2 separate regions of the Hordeum vulgare genome follow, and region 2 is linked to region 1. A link is a contact called in public Hi-C data. All regions are on one chromosome and are shown on one strand. Each heading gives the region's core, a stretch centred on a gene start, on an enhancer-like site or on the middle of the called end of the contact. The rest is flanking DNA. Distances are from core to core; before and after follow the strand shown.

Region 1 (7,591 bases), core at 2,627-5,126:
ATCTGTTAAATAAAGTTTATCTCCTAATTATTAGCATTCCATGTTAGGCGATCTGCTTTTCTATATACAGCCGGCAGCGGCGGCGGCTAGGCACATGTTACTTTCTAGCTCGATCTTCTACGCTTATATCAGGTCGCTGACTGCCCATTACGCATGACTGAACGAAGCTCCCTTCGTGGAGTAGATCAATTTGTCGTTACAGCACACTCAGTACGCAATCGTTAATAGTTAGCTAGTCGATCCTATGCGGCCAAAGGCACACGTACACCCATAAACGATTTTGCGCAGCTAAGAGAGGATTTGACATGCATGGCATGGCTGCTCATTGGGCACCCTGAGTATAGGTGTGGTTGGTGCAACGAGTCAAACTATACGGTAAAACAGTATTTGTCAAACGTACATGCTGTTTTGCCAAAACAGAGGAAAAGTATGATATTTGGAAACCAATGTATTCATTGTCCACGCATTGAAAATTGAGATATTGAATTACTACAGTTTTTATAGAACTTTGTTGCCAAACTATGATTTAATTTGTTATTGGACATTGCCACATTGGTGATGATCAGGTAAGGGAGAAACCTTCCAAGTCTCAGATTTTTCTATAACAAACCCCCCCAGGGTGATAAGCTCAGACACTCACAATGTCAACCGACTTGGATCAGATGTAAAATGTCTTTCTTGGTCTACTGAATTGAGAAAATCTTTCTGCCAAGAGAACTACAATACAACATTCAATAAACAGAACTCAATTTGATATTTTATTTGAACCTTTTTTGAAAACGATCTAATTAAACAAAGGAATATATCATGCTCTCAGAGTTTTCTCAGTCAGTACCTTATACATGTGTACCAGGAGCACTGGTTTTGCTTCATATATGATGACATGTGAGTGTTGGCCACCAACCGCTCCTACTGGCACGGCTCGATCTAACAGGAAAAAAGGGAGAGTGACGTTAGGCTGAGAAACAGCAGCATGTCCAATAAAAGTACAGGCCATATGGACAACCAGCCCGTCACACAATGATCATCAAGCAATTCCAACCAAAGTCAGGAGAAAAAGAGTGGGAACGAAAAGCGGCACGGCAACACGCACTATTTTACACCAAACCCGATCAATGCTCATGATGATTCGAGAGCTATATAGTGTGGGTCAAGAACAGAGTCCGGTGAATCAAAATGATTTGGGCAGTATAAATCCAGATCCTATCAAATCACTTTTGCTTGAGTTAGGCTTACATTTACCAATTGCACAAACCATGATTAAAAACCTTGAACAGTATACAAAGTGCTGCTTAGAAGAATCACAATTTGGGAAGGACAGGGCAACAGAATTACACAAGGCTCTTTAGACTCTGGAAGAAAGAGCTTTATGAGGGGAAACTACACAAAACAGAATATGAAAAGTGAAAGTGACGGAGCGAGTGACAGAGCAAACTGCACATCACTCAGCAGTTTCAGCACACTCAAAAAGAAAATGAAAAATATATGAAATGATACACCAGTACGAAAACTTAGCACTGATCACTAGACGGCAAGACCAGTGCAGCCAGACGCGGTGATGTCGAATGCTTCTTCTTACTTCCCAGGAGCCAAAGGATTGTTGAACTAGAGTGGCAGCAGACCAAGAATAACCCCACTGTGATGTCTTCTTCTTAGGCAGATGCCTTGTCGAACTTGAGGGGCTTCACCACCTCCCAGGTGAAGTCGGCATCGTCGCGGCCAAAGTGACCATAAGCAGCTGTCTTGATGAACCTCTTTCCACCTTTCTTCAAGTCCAGGTTAATGCTGATCATCCCGGGCCTGAAGTCAAAGTTCTCCTTCACGAGCTTGAGGATCTCCCTGTCGGGGATCTTGCCGGTGCCGTAGGAGTCGACGAACACAGACAAAGGCTCAGGTACACCGATTGCGTATGAGATCTGCACAATGCAGCGGCGTGCGAGACCGCTGGCGATGATGCTCTTGGCGGCCTGCCTGGCAATGTAGGCGCCACTGCGGTCGACCTTGGTCGGGTCCTTGCCAGAGAAAGCGCCGCCGCCATGGGCTCCCCAGCCACCGTAGGTGTCGATGATGATCTTGCGGCCGGTGAGACCGGCATCGCCATGAGGGCCGCCGATGACGAAGCGACCAGACGGGTTCAGGTGGAAGATGGTGTTTTCATCGAGGTACTTCCCGGGAATCACCGGCTTGATGACGTGCTCCTTGAGGTCCGCGGCGATCTCATCGTTGGTGACGGTCTCGTCATGCTGGGTGGAGATGAGGACGGTGTGCACACGAACAGGCACCATGGCACCACCCTCATTTAGGTACTCAATGGTGACCTGGGTCTTTCCATCAGGCCTCAGCCAGGCACAGGTGCCATTCTTGCGGACCTCGGTGAGGCGAGCTCCGAGCTTGGTGGCAAGCATGTGGGTGAGGGGCATCAGCTCAGGGGTCTCATCCGTGGCATAGCCAAACATGATGCCCTGGTCACCGGCGCCGACCTCTTCTGGACGCTTGGTGAAGTGTCCATGAACACCCTGGGCAATGTCAGGGGATTGTTGCTCGATGTTGACGAGCACCTTGCAATGGTCGGCGTCGAGACCGACGTCGTCAGAGATGAAGCCAATGTCGCGGCAGGTGTCACGCACGATCTTCTCATAGTCCACGGTGGCCTTGGTGGTGATCTCACCGAAGACCATGACCATGTTGGTCTTGGTGCAGGTCTCGCAGGCAACCTTGCTGTCAGGATCCTGGGCCAAGCAGGCGTCCAGGACGGCGTCGGAGACCTGGTCACACAACTTGTCGGGATGGCCCTCGTTCACGGACTCGGAAGTGAAGAGGAACGTCTCGGCCGCCATTTCTTTCGTGGTAGTGATGCTCTGCAAATAAAAAAATAACTCGACTATGTTAGAATCAAACAAATATCAGTCGTGCCACAAAATCACGGTACTGTCCCAGCTACAGAGCAATATACTACCGCACAGCCTGGAATGATAAGCCATTCTCAAAAAAAAAAAAAAAAAAAAAACTGGAATGATAAGCCAGAGGGGCAACCCGTCTAAACACAACAGGAAAAAACACCCTTAAAAGAAGAAATAACAAACAGGTCCCTAAGGGGGGTGATTGCTGAACAATCCTGGATCTGCCACCATCCTCCGCACGCCGTCGAATCTGCTAGCGCCTAGCGGAGGAAGGAGCGACGACCTCGAGCCAAAGACCCGCCGGACACCATCGCATCGAAGCTTCAAAGAGCCGAAGAAAAGGCACATCGGCCGAGGACCACCCGACGCCTTAGATCCGCACACAAGCCGACGCCAGAATAGAAGCCGGCGACCCCGTGTACACATCTACCCGGCCATACAGCAGCGCAGGAGCAAGAACCGCCGTGTGGACGACGCAGCTGGAGGAACAGAAGATCCATAGCAAAGTCGATGCCGCCGCCACGCCGACCACACCCGTATACACCGAGCCCGCCGCTCCGACGAGGAACGGCAGCACACTTATTGGACGTAGCGCCGCCGGCCGGACACCGCGATCCACCCACCTGCTCCTACTACCACCAACCCCCACCAACCCCCCACAGCTAGCCTCCGTTCTTTACAGAGGGAGTAGTAACTAAGCGACCCACGTATGATGAAAAAGAAGATAAATTAGACATAGATGATCGAAGCATGAGATCAGGACGCGGTGAGTGCTAACCTTGTGCAGTTGTGCTGATGCTATTGTTCAGGAGGCCGACGAACCGAAAGAGGTCGAATGTATGCGCGGTGTAGTCCGCAGATCCCGGCCACGCAATTTATAGGAGCGGGGGGCTCGTCAGGTCGTGCATGAGTGTTGCTGGTGAGAGTGCGGGACTGCACAACCTGTGCTGCAGCCTGCAGCCCTTGCGGAAGCCCTCCTCCCCACCAAACCCATTTCTTTTTTTTTTTCCTTTTTGCGGTGGGTCAGATCACCTACCAACCATCTAATTTATTTTCTTCCCCACTTGTCTTTTCCTTAGAAAGATCTTCTCCACTTGCGTAAGCGATCTGCTGAACGTGGTTGGTAGGCTACTCGATTCTGAAAAATTACCTTCCGGAAAATTATAATCGTAAAAAAAGAATCAGGTAAGAATTACCAAAATTAATAGCCAATTAGGGACGTGCTACGCATTCACCGGTGGATGTTTACTAAATATTCACCACTTGCAGGGCCGTCCGATCTACACGTAGCCGTCGGATCTGCTCCGGTCAGGCACCCCATAATTCCTAAAACGATGGCTGAGTTGCAGAAACTTTCGCTTTGTTGCAAGAAATAAACTTTATACCCGTTAAATTCTGAAACAACGGTCGAGTTTCAGAAATAATTTGCTTGTTGCAGGATTTTTTTTCTTCGTCTTTCTGCAACATAGGTACTTTTGCGGAAGAATTTTTTGCAACAAAGGTCATGTTTTAGGATTTTTTTACAACAAAGGTCAAGTTGCGAAAAAAATTTGCAACGTTCATGGGCGGCATGGGCGGCTGGCGGCGACCGGATGGTCAGAACATAAATCTATAGTAGACCACTGCAACATCGTATATGTTTCAAAAATATAGTCTTTGTTGCAGAACCGCATAGTCGCTTGGATGCGTGTCTTACGGGGGAGGTGGCTGATTCGGCCATTATAATCCGCCGGCTGATGGTTACCTTTTCCCAATTAATAGTGCATTTTAAAATTGTAGGTACCTAGCAATTCTCACAATTCTAACTAGCCCCTTAAAAAAACTTTTCGTTTTCAACTGCTATCCCTATTGGACAACCAAATTATGTCCAAATTGTCAATCGGGTCAGACTGCTACAGAGCCTCCCACACTACCGTTCACCCCCCGCCCCCCTCCCCTCCCGCCCACACTCGTGCTCGCCCCACCCCAATGCTAAGGTTGCAACCATCAGATCCGCTGGCGGCTGCCACCCTACTCCACCGCCCCAGACCTTGGCCTCGACCTCCTCGGATCCGCCGGTGGGAGGCTCCTGCACCGCCGCCCCAGACCGGCCGCCCCATCTCCTCCTCTCCTTCCCATCGGGCCGCCACTTCTTAATGCCTCTCCAGCCGACCCTTCAGCAGGACGCGCCCAGCCGCCCGTCCATTCCTTCCGTCCGTCCGCCCCTCCACTTCGTCCGCCCAGCAGCACGAGGCATTTGGAACTCGCTTTTGTATTCTAATATATGTACTTTATTAGATTTGTAGCTCGTTTTGGTTTTCATATTGGACATAAACTGTTAGAAATAATCAAGTGATTGTAATTCATCAATCATTTCAATCTAAGGGTGTCTGAGACATTTCAGCGCACAACTCATACAACAATTACATACTAGAATCATAAAAAAGAAGTAGACAGACAATTCTATAGCCAAACGATTATGTGGGCAGTTTCCCAGAATTATGATACTGAAGAATTATGAGGTGAAAAGAACTGGCCCCCAGCCCAGCCCGCTACATACATATATATATAGACATATTTTAGAGTATATATTCATTTATTTTGTTTCATATATTTATATGTAGTTTTTAATGAAACCTCAACTCTAACGGGGAAACTCATTTCGTCCGTGCGTGTCCGTTTGAGTTCCGCACACAGAAAACACGGCCCAAGGCACCGCCTCAAACAGACACATGTCCGCTTTTCGTCCGCCCGTGAACCATTCCAGGCCTAAATTTGGGCCGCATTTGGATCGGTGCGGACACGAAATGGACACGCGTCTCACCCGCGTGCTCCTTCCCCTGGCCTGCCCGTCGACGACACAGTCTCGCCCTTTTTATCCCTTTCCCCCACCCGTCGCCAACAAATGCACAAACCCTAGGCCGGCGCCATTCTTCCCGGCCACCTTTCTCTCCATCCCCCTTCCTCCCCCACCCAGCAGCACATCCACCGGCGGGGCGCCTCCTTCATGTCGACGTGGAAGGCTGGTGTGGCGACGACGAGATTTGGCACGTCTTGGCGACGGGATTTGGCCAATCCGACCGGCAATGGATTGCGCTTGCCATGGATTAGCCACGTACCGGTCCAGTCGACCTGGGAAATGCCTCGGTGCCGCATGTAGGCGCCCAATCCGCCTCTAGCCGCTCGAATTTTGTACAGTCGTTGGTCCGCCAACAAAATCACCGTCAATCGTCACCCTGGCTCGGCGCTAGCCCAGAGGCTTGCCGGCTCATTGTTGTCGTTCATAAAGTGCGACGACTGCCTGCTGCATGTCGTGTGGTGTGTTTCTTGAACGTCAGAAAATCCCGGTTGTGTTCGTCAAGTGCAAAAACGATGGGGTATGCTTTTCGTGCGGCCTTTTGCTCTTTGATTCAATGGAATTTCAATAACTTATTTGCTCAATTTTGTGTGTAGGTCGTGTAAGATTGTTGTAACGTCTTGCCAAAACAAGCCGACGGTTCCATGTTAATACAAGAAGCCATCGTGATGTATACAAAGTCCTCTAATACACAGCTTGTAAAGCAAGGAAAAAGAGACATAATACAAGAAGGAAGAGTTACATGAGATAGACTAGGATATGCCCAATCAGCCTACCAACGTGACACAATAGACCTCGTGAATATGTCCTTTAACACCCTCCCTTGATCACAACATTCTATATTGAGATTACGTTTGAATGCATCAAAACTTCTTGTTGGTAATGCTTTGGTAAAGCCATTTGTAACCTGATCCTTCGAATGAACAAATCTGACTTCCAATTGTTTATGAGCAACTCTTTCTCTAACAAAGTGAAAATCTATCTCAATATGCTTAGTCCTGGCATGGAAGACGGGATTAGCAGAAAGATATGTGGCACCAAGACTATCACACCATAAATAAGGAGTTGGATCACGACTTATTCCAAGTTCCTTGAGCATGGACTGAACCCAAATAATCTCAATTGTAGCATTCACTAGAGCCTTATACTCAGCTTCTGTACTTGACCTTGAGACTGTAGTTATTGGAAATATGCCCTAGAGGCAATAATAAATAGTTATTATTATATTTTTAGTTTCAAGATAATCGTTTATTATCCATGCTAGAATTGTATTGATGGAAACACAAATACATGTGTGGATATATAGACAAAACAAAGTCCCTAGTGAGCCTCTAGTTGACTAGCTCGATGATCAAAGATGGTTAAGCTTTCCTAGCCATAGACAAGTGTTGTCACTTGATAACGGGATCACATCATTAGGAGAATGATGTGATGGACATAGACCCAAACTATAAACGTAGCATGTGATCGTGTTATTTTGTTGCTATTGTTTTCTACATGTCAAGTATACATTCCTATGACCATGAGATCATGTAACTCACTGACACCGGAGGAATGCCTTGTGTATCAAACGTCGCAACGTAACTGGGTGACTATAAAGGTACTCCACAGGTATCTCCGAAGGTGTCCGTTGAGTTAGCATGGATCAAGACTAGGATTTGTCACTCTGTATGACGAAGAGGTATCTCAGGGTCCACTCGATAATACAACATCACAAATAAGCCTTGCAAGCAATGTGACTAAAGAGTTAGCCATGGGATCTTGTATTACGGAACGAGTAAAGAGATTTGTCGGTAACTAGATTGAAATAGGTATGGAGATACCGGCAATCGAATCTCAGGCAAGTAACATACCG
Region 2 (7,591 bases), core at 1,934-4,433, 180 kb before region 1:
GAAATAGTGCCAATATATCCTCATTAGATGAGAAGTCATACCAGCTCTTGTTGAAGCTTCTTGTTTTCAGCCACATATTTAACAACTTCTGACTTCACCGTAGAGGCGTCCTAAAGAATCACAGCGGATAAATAATGTCAGAAAACATAAATTTTCTCGGGAACTTTTAAGGTGGTATAAACATAATACTAATAGAAACAAAAATTATATCAATGTACACGAGGATTAATAAACATTAGTTATCACTGTCATCCCGGCAATGGCACAGAGAGGACAATGGCACGGAGGGGCATTTAAGAAAACTGAGATTAGCTATTACAATGCTCTTCAAACAATAAAAATCTAAGTCAATTGGTAGGATATACATGGCAAGAGTCTGTAGCTTGCAAGCATATGATAGTGCTAAACTAGAGCTAAATATCACCATTCTGAGTACATGTTTTTCTAAAGCATAATAATTGGGTCGCGATATTCATCACACGTGTGGCATAATGGACACCCGACCACACGACCCTATGTGGCATATCTAGGAGGCAGCCCACACGATCCTATGTGGCATACCCAGTAGGCAGCCCACACGATCCTGTGTGGCATACCCAGGAGGCAGCCCACACGATCTTGTGTGGGCGAACATTAGAACTATCCACACGTCCGGACGCAGCTACTTCATGCCACACGCCCAACAACAACTACTCATCCCCACCCTGCACGTCTGGCACAAAACAATTTGGCCCTGACATTTTTTGATGGCAACATTAGTTACCCGAGGATGGCAAACTTTAGTTGTAAAGCATGGCAACTTCTCTATTTAGGTTAACTATAGTTGCCATGTCTAATTAACGGTAGTTGCCACGTGTGATCAAATCATAGTTGTCATGTATGGTTAACCATAGTTGAAGTGTGTGATTAACTAGTTTCCACGTGTGGACCAACCATAGTTGCCATGTGTGATTAACTATTAGCCACATATGCACAAATGTAGTTGTCATCTATCACCGTACGAGCGTTGTGTGGGCGAAGAGCAGTTCACCCACACGGCATAGACTGGATGGTGTCCGTGTGGAAGAGGACTAGTTCACCCACACGGCGAAGCTGGCAACTGCGTGCTGCGGGTCGTGTGGGCGAGCGCTCTAACCCCCACATAATCACTATGCCTACGTGGCACTAAAATTCCAAGAGATTCCTGTAACATTCGTGCAATCCAGAATCAACGACGATTAAGACGTGTGGACCAAGTGTTGAAATGCCACACATGTGGGCATTATAATTTGGGTAATAATTTGATGAAGATAACATCCAAGCAGAATAATAGTAAGAATGCAGTGTATCAGTGAGTAATGTGCTGCACATTTGATGTTGCTATGTGCAACAACTGGTACTTGGACACAATATTAAGACAGATACAAGAACATAGCAATGCTGTTTTTTGGGGGAACAAATACTCACCTCGTCATGTGAAGCTTGTGGCCCAGATGCATATTCTTGCCTAGATGCCTGAAAAGGAAGATGGCACACCAACCACCATTAGGATTTATGAACAAATATGGCATCATATCTTACAGCATCAACCAGCAATAGCAGTACTTACAGCATCGATCATGGATTGTCTAAACACTTCATGGTCCACCTCCATATCTGCAATCTCTTCCTCGTCTCCCTCAGGCACCGGTGAGGGGGGATTTGCAGGGATGTAGACCACCCGCAGCTTGAACTCCTCCACCACCCTGCCAGGCGCTCTGCCGAACTGCAAACCATATCATTTACATTACAGATTACACAAATGACACAATCGATCAACATCCAGGGTGTCGACCCCGAGTGCTGCAAGAACTTACCATCTCAGGGACAATGTCCTTATGCGTTACCCCTTCCTGCACTACGACGCTCTGAATGAGGAACTTGTCCTTGCACTGGTAATCCTGCGGGATCTCCTTGGGTGCCTGCATCGTAACTAGAGCAAGCAACAATGCCACATGAGATGGGCTCATCAGCAAGCCAACTAATAACAATAATAAAGCATCTAATGCAGCAAAGTAGACATACTTGTGATACCGCAGGATCCCCCTGGCGGCACGATGCCGGAGGTAGGCCGCACCGCGTACTTTTTTGGGTTCGTTGTTTTCACCTGCACATGGAGCGTCGCATAGGACATCCGTCAGTCCGATTTCTCCAGAATATCATACTGCAGGTTTCAAAACAATCCCCACCTTGAAAGCCACACGCTCGTCGGTCTTGTTGACGAGCTCGATGCATCCTGAATTCGACTTCTTGAGCTCAACTGCTCAGAGCATCGACACATGAACGATCTGATCAGTCCCCAGAGGCCAATAGCCCAATACGAATCAAGAAGCAGCAGAAACTAGCTGAGGGTAGGTCCCAGGAGCACTTACATGGCATCTTGAGCTCTGAAGGGTAGATTCGAAGCAGCGTGTTACTCATGGCGCCGACAAACGAAGCACGACTGGAGAAAGTGAGAGAGTCGGAACCAAAAACCAATGATTCTCCTTCTTTTCTCCCACCGGCAGAGTCGCGAGCACGATCCAAGAACGAGCTCCGTGCCGTGCCGTGCGTCGTTTCCTACCTTCTCCTCGAAGCAGAGCACCAAGAGGCGGCTGGCAGAGGCTATCTGGCTGGCTACGAAGGGCGAAGCAGGGGAAGGCAGAGGATTTGTCGACGGGGGGAGAGGGCGAATCGGAGGAGACGGAGACGGGGACGGGGGGTAGGACTCCGGAGGGCGCAAGAAAGGAATTCGGGTGGGCGTAGACAAGGGATTGATGGATGGATTAGGCGGTTTCGGTTGGGAAACACTGGTGATTGGGTTGATTGATTGATTGTTGGGAGCGGTTGCGTCGTGGGTGATCCGGGCTTCTTCTTTCTTGGCTCCCTTTTATCTGTAGCGCGCGTTGCGTTGCGTTGGTTGAGGAGTTGTATATAATGTAAGTAGCTGGATTCGAGCAACCGCGGCGGCGGAGCCGGGTTTGCCAGTTGGGATTGGCCGGATACGGCGCCCACGTCGCCGCCCGGCAAAGAAAGGATCCTATCTCCACTCCCCTCTTACCTTTTCTTTTCCTTTGTCCTCCCGACTCCGACCGACGCCCGTGTCCACCTTTTCCTGATATAAGATATACAGCTTCTGTTGCCAATACTCACATCCTAAAATAAAATAAGTGTCTTAAACTTAGTACAACTTTGTGTATAGTATAAAGTTAAGATAATTATTTTAAAACAGAGGGAGTATAATACTGTACACTCTCTTCTATCGACATTATTTGTTGCTCAAACCAATGTATATAGAGAGAGTAGTATGATTTTTTTTCTTCATGGCCTTAAAGCAGATCGCCGTCCGGCTTCTCTCAATTAATTATACAGTACACATGTCCTGCCAAAACGTGCCAACAAGGAACATGGAGCCACTGATGATCTGATCAGCAGATGAATTCTACCCTGAAAAGGATCTACGCTGGCAGCTAATTAGTTTCTGAAAATAGCAGCATAATCATTTTTTTCACTCGTCCCAGCATCATCAGAGAACATCAACGTGCAAAGACCTGATGCTAGTGTTGCTGGCTACCGCACCGAAAGGGTACCCACTTATGAACTGCCAGGCAAGCATCATCACAACAATGGGTAGAAATGATGCGGCGTAAGGTCATCAATCTTCTGTCAAAAAAAAAAAACTTATCATCAATCAGATCTGAAGCTTCTACGCCGGGAACGAGCTTCTTCAGCTACCGTCGTCCACCTTCTTTGAGGACGTGTCACCGTCAAATAAGTCCAGAACAGTAATACTCCTTCTGATCCATATTAGTTTCGCTGCTTTAGTAAAATTTATACCAAATCAGCGTTGCTGAAATATCAAAGGCCTTTTGCAGCAAAACGGTACAAAAATGCCTCGATCGCTCCTTGTTTTCTCATCCGGGGTTGTCGCCACTGGCCAGCGATGCAGACAGTTGCAACGTCCTACTCCCCGGCCAATTCCCGCTCGCTTTCAACATTTGGATACACCACCTGACATCGCTTACTTTCTCTGTGTTTCCTCCCAAAAGCAAACTGAACAATATCCTAGTAGCTCTGAGAAGACTCTTTCTTGATGGAGAGAAACAGAATAATACTCTCTCCATAGTGTCAAAAAATGTCTTACATTATAAGACAGAGTAGTATAACTGAATGACAGGTGCTCTTCATGAGAGGAATCTCCTGCAGGTGATAGCACTTCTTGAACCTCTCGAACCTAACCTGACAAATCAAATTGGCATGGAATATCTACTAGCATATTCTGCTAGCAGCATATCCATTTTACGAAAACTATTGAACTATTGTAGCATAAGCAACTACGCTGTGAACCAATATTTCGAATGCACTCAGCATAAGCAATGCAAATCTAGGTAGTAGCACCTGCTATGATGAAGGAAGAGTAATCATGTTAGGACATCAGTACTATTAGTTGTCAATTGCCATTTGCAATAACTAAAAAGTGAAGAAACCACCATCTACCAACAATTGTACTCATAGAAAAGCAACTGGCTTCAATGTCCTTCATGGCATGCGCATCAGTTCAAGCAGAAACACTGGTGCTCACAAACGTGGTGAATGGATTGCAAGAAAAAATGCACTTGTGTGACAGTAATGCGACTGACCAAAAACATGCAAGAACTAGCATACAAGAAAGCTGCTGCGGCCGCACAAAAACCTCAAGATCAAGTTGCTGAGCCAGGCCTCTACCACGCCGAGCCAAGCCCCGGCGACTACATCGAGAATGTAGTGCCGGCCCAGAAGCACCCTTGACGCTGAAGTCGCGGCCGCCCAGAGGAACAGCGCCTCGCGGGGAAAACCCCCGTCCGCGAGGAAGGCGGCGACGAGGAAGGCGCGCGAGGAGTGGCCGCTGGGGAAGGACCAGTGGTCGACGGCGACGGCGACGTACATGTCCGCGGCGTTGTATGCCGGGCGCGGGCGGCGGACGATGAGCTTGGCGAGGCCGACGAAGGCGAGGTCGAGCACCAGGCCCAAGATGAGGCCAACGAGGAGAGGGGAGACCACGGACGAGGTGGTGGTGGAGATCAGCAGCAGGGATATGGGGACGGGGAGCCAGATGCGCCCGTCGCCGGCGACCTCGAAGGCCTTGAGGAGGAGGCGGGGCACCGGGAGGAAGAGGGCGTGGAGGCGGAGGGACACGGCGGCGTCCAGATCTCCGACGCCGCCCAGGAGAGTGGACTTGGCGAGCGCCTGCGGCGCGTGGGCGTTCGCCGGTGGCGAGGCGGATGCGGAAGCCATGCGCGCCGGCAGAGGGGAAGGGTGGGTCCAGGTGTTCAGTTTCTCCTCGTCCCTATGCTTCGGATTTTGCTCTCTGGCTTACGAGATTCGAAGGGTTGGAACGGGGTTGATCTATTTTTCCGTAATAAGCAAAGTTTGCCTCTGTCAACTAATACTCCCTCCATTCCCTTATACAAGGCCACTATTATAAAAAATACAAATTACATCAATACAAGGCCACTAACAGAAAACGAGGCAAAATTTAATGAGGGACTCCTCGTACAGGCAAGCATGCATGCGGTGGTAATTACGCTAGCTAGCTGTACTTCCTTCCTATTAGTACTAGTACTGCCGATCAGTTTTTTTTACATGCGATGGCATTAATGATTCCGGTAAAAGAAAAGAAAAGCTACTTCCTCCGTCACGGTTTAGAAGATTCCGGTAAAAGAAAAGAAAAGCTACTTCCTCCGTCATGGTTTAGAAGGCGCAGTTAAACTTGCGTGCGTTTTCAAAATAGACAAGGTTTAAGGCGCGAAAGCAATTATTCTTATTAATTAGTACTAGTACTAGTCATGCATGCGTCCTTCCAATTTGCTGCTCATGCATTAGTACTAGTATTCTCTCAGTTGATTAGGCGTATTAGCATTTACACCTGCTACATCTCACAACCAATCGATGACTACCTTGGTCCCAGAGATTTTCAAGCGTGCCTTCTAAACCGTGACGGAGGAAGTAGCTGATGATGCAATCATTAAATTCTGTATTGATACCTGTGTTTTGAGTTTGTGGCCTTGTATAAGGGAATGGAGGGAGTACAAGATTGATACCCCTAAAAAAACTAGGCGGCTGCTACAAATCTGTCGCCTGATTTGTACCAGTCGTAAGCCTCCTCGATAGTCGTCCAATGCGTCGAGTCCCCACCGTCGGATTCAGTCCGACACCGTCCCACCTGAGCAGCCACGCGCCGTCACCCCTCGCAACATTTTGCTTGTTGCATTGAAACGTACCAGCCCAACACCGCCCTACCTGAATCCCCGCGGATCGCGGGCGGCGACCTGCGACGACTCCGCCCTCCCCACCCACCCCTCCTGCCCGCTACCCTCTGCCCCCGTTCCACCCCCCACACCGCACCGCCGATCGACCACCTGCGGCAGATCTTGCTCGCCTGCAGCTAATCACAGTACCACAGCCACCAAACGACTCCGCCCTCCCCATCCACTGTTTGGACCATCATGGTGCAGCACATCTACACAGACATGGCTGCTTCAACTTTTGCTCGAAGCTCAGATGGATCCAGCTACATAAATCCAGCCGTGTTCTTCCCAGAAAATCGGATGTACGGTTCCACAGCAGATGTGGTGAGTTCCTCTGTAAAAAACACCTTGCGTTGCAATGTCACTATGCTAAAAAAAAGTCCTATCAAAATATGAAGCAATGCTTGTGATTCTATGATTTTTTGAGTTGAGCATGGTAGTCTTTGTCGGGTAAAAAACAGTATGGTTGCTGTAAAAATACAACCATACAGTATTCAGAATCAGTATAGTAGTCAATGATGTATCCTTGTCCAACAATGTTCAGAAAAATATGAAGTATCCTGCTGTCATTGAGTATGGTAGTCAATGCTTGTGTTGAGTATGGTAGCCAATGTTCAGAAATATATGTATCCCTCAAAATATGAAGTAATGTCCCATTGAGTATGGTAGTCAATGCTTGTGTTGCAATGCCATTATGCTAAAAAAACTCCTGCTGTCAAAACCAGTATGGTTGCTGCGCAAAAAATGTTGTATCCTTGTCCAACAATGCTCAGAAAAATGTGTGTTCAAAACTAGTAAAAGCCATGGTAAATAACTCGTAATGATGTAAACTTCTGTGAACTGGTAATGTGTATCATTGTCCTGATCAGAAAATGTTGTTGTGAACTGCACTGAAGAAATGCTAAATCCTTGTATCCTTGTCCTGCAAAAAAATCTTTTACAACAATTACTATGCTGCAAATTTCATGCATGCCTGGGCGATCTATTGATGTTAAAAAGTACTGATGTATGGATGTACTTTTGATTTTTTTTGTAGGATGCTCACGATGGAACAACAACTCAACATAGCTACACGGCGCATGATTTTGTAACAAATACAAGAACGAATTCACATGCTGGACTCAACTCAACTGCTACAATGTATGACTGTGATGATGAGGAAGAAGAAATTTCATCGCATCCACTATTACCATTTGTTGGCATGCAATTTGACACTGTCGATGATGCTACAATATTCTACAATGAATATGCCTTCAAGACTGGATTTGGAATACACATAGGCGCTTCTCGAAACAACCAAAAGAAAG

Evidence for each region. A called contact is a pair of places that touch in the nucleus more often than the background predicts.
Region 2: a Hi-C map of seedling shows a contact between it and region 1, with 4 times the contacts expected there. The contact joins the promoter of LOC123402916 here to the promoter of LOC123406099 in region 1. A contact is called at or near these places in 4 of 6 Hi-C or Micro-C datasets (leaf and seedling).

Annotation. Positions count from the first base shown.
Region 1 is chr6H:417,999,499-418,007,089 of MorexV3_pseudomolecules_assembly, reverse strand. It overlaps LOC123406099 (S-adenosylmethionine synthase 2), which reads right to left and starts at 3,876. Exons shown (of 2, transcript XM_045099588.1): 1 at 3,679-3,876; 2 at 1,238-2,858. The coding sequence starts at 2,837. The coding sequence ends at 1,653.
Region 2 is chr6H:418,183,525-418,191,115 of MorexV3_pseudomolecules_assembly, reverse strand. It overlaps LOC123402916 (vesicle-associated protein 1-3-like), which reads right to left and starts at 3,183. Exons shown (of 8, transcript XM_045096883.1): 1 at 2,391-3,183; 2 at 2,208-2,278; 3 at 2,044-2,125; 4 at 1,836-1,951; 5 at 1,589-1,744; 6 at 1,447-1,494; 7 at 42-110. The coding sequence starts at 2,439. LOC123402917 (probable lipid phosphate phosphatase beta) reads right to left here and starts at 5,369. Exons shown (of 1, transcript XM_045096884.1): 1 at 4,492-5,369. The coding sequence starts at 5,271. The coding sequence ends at 4,654. It also overlaps the pseudogene LOC123400956.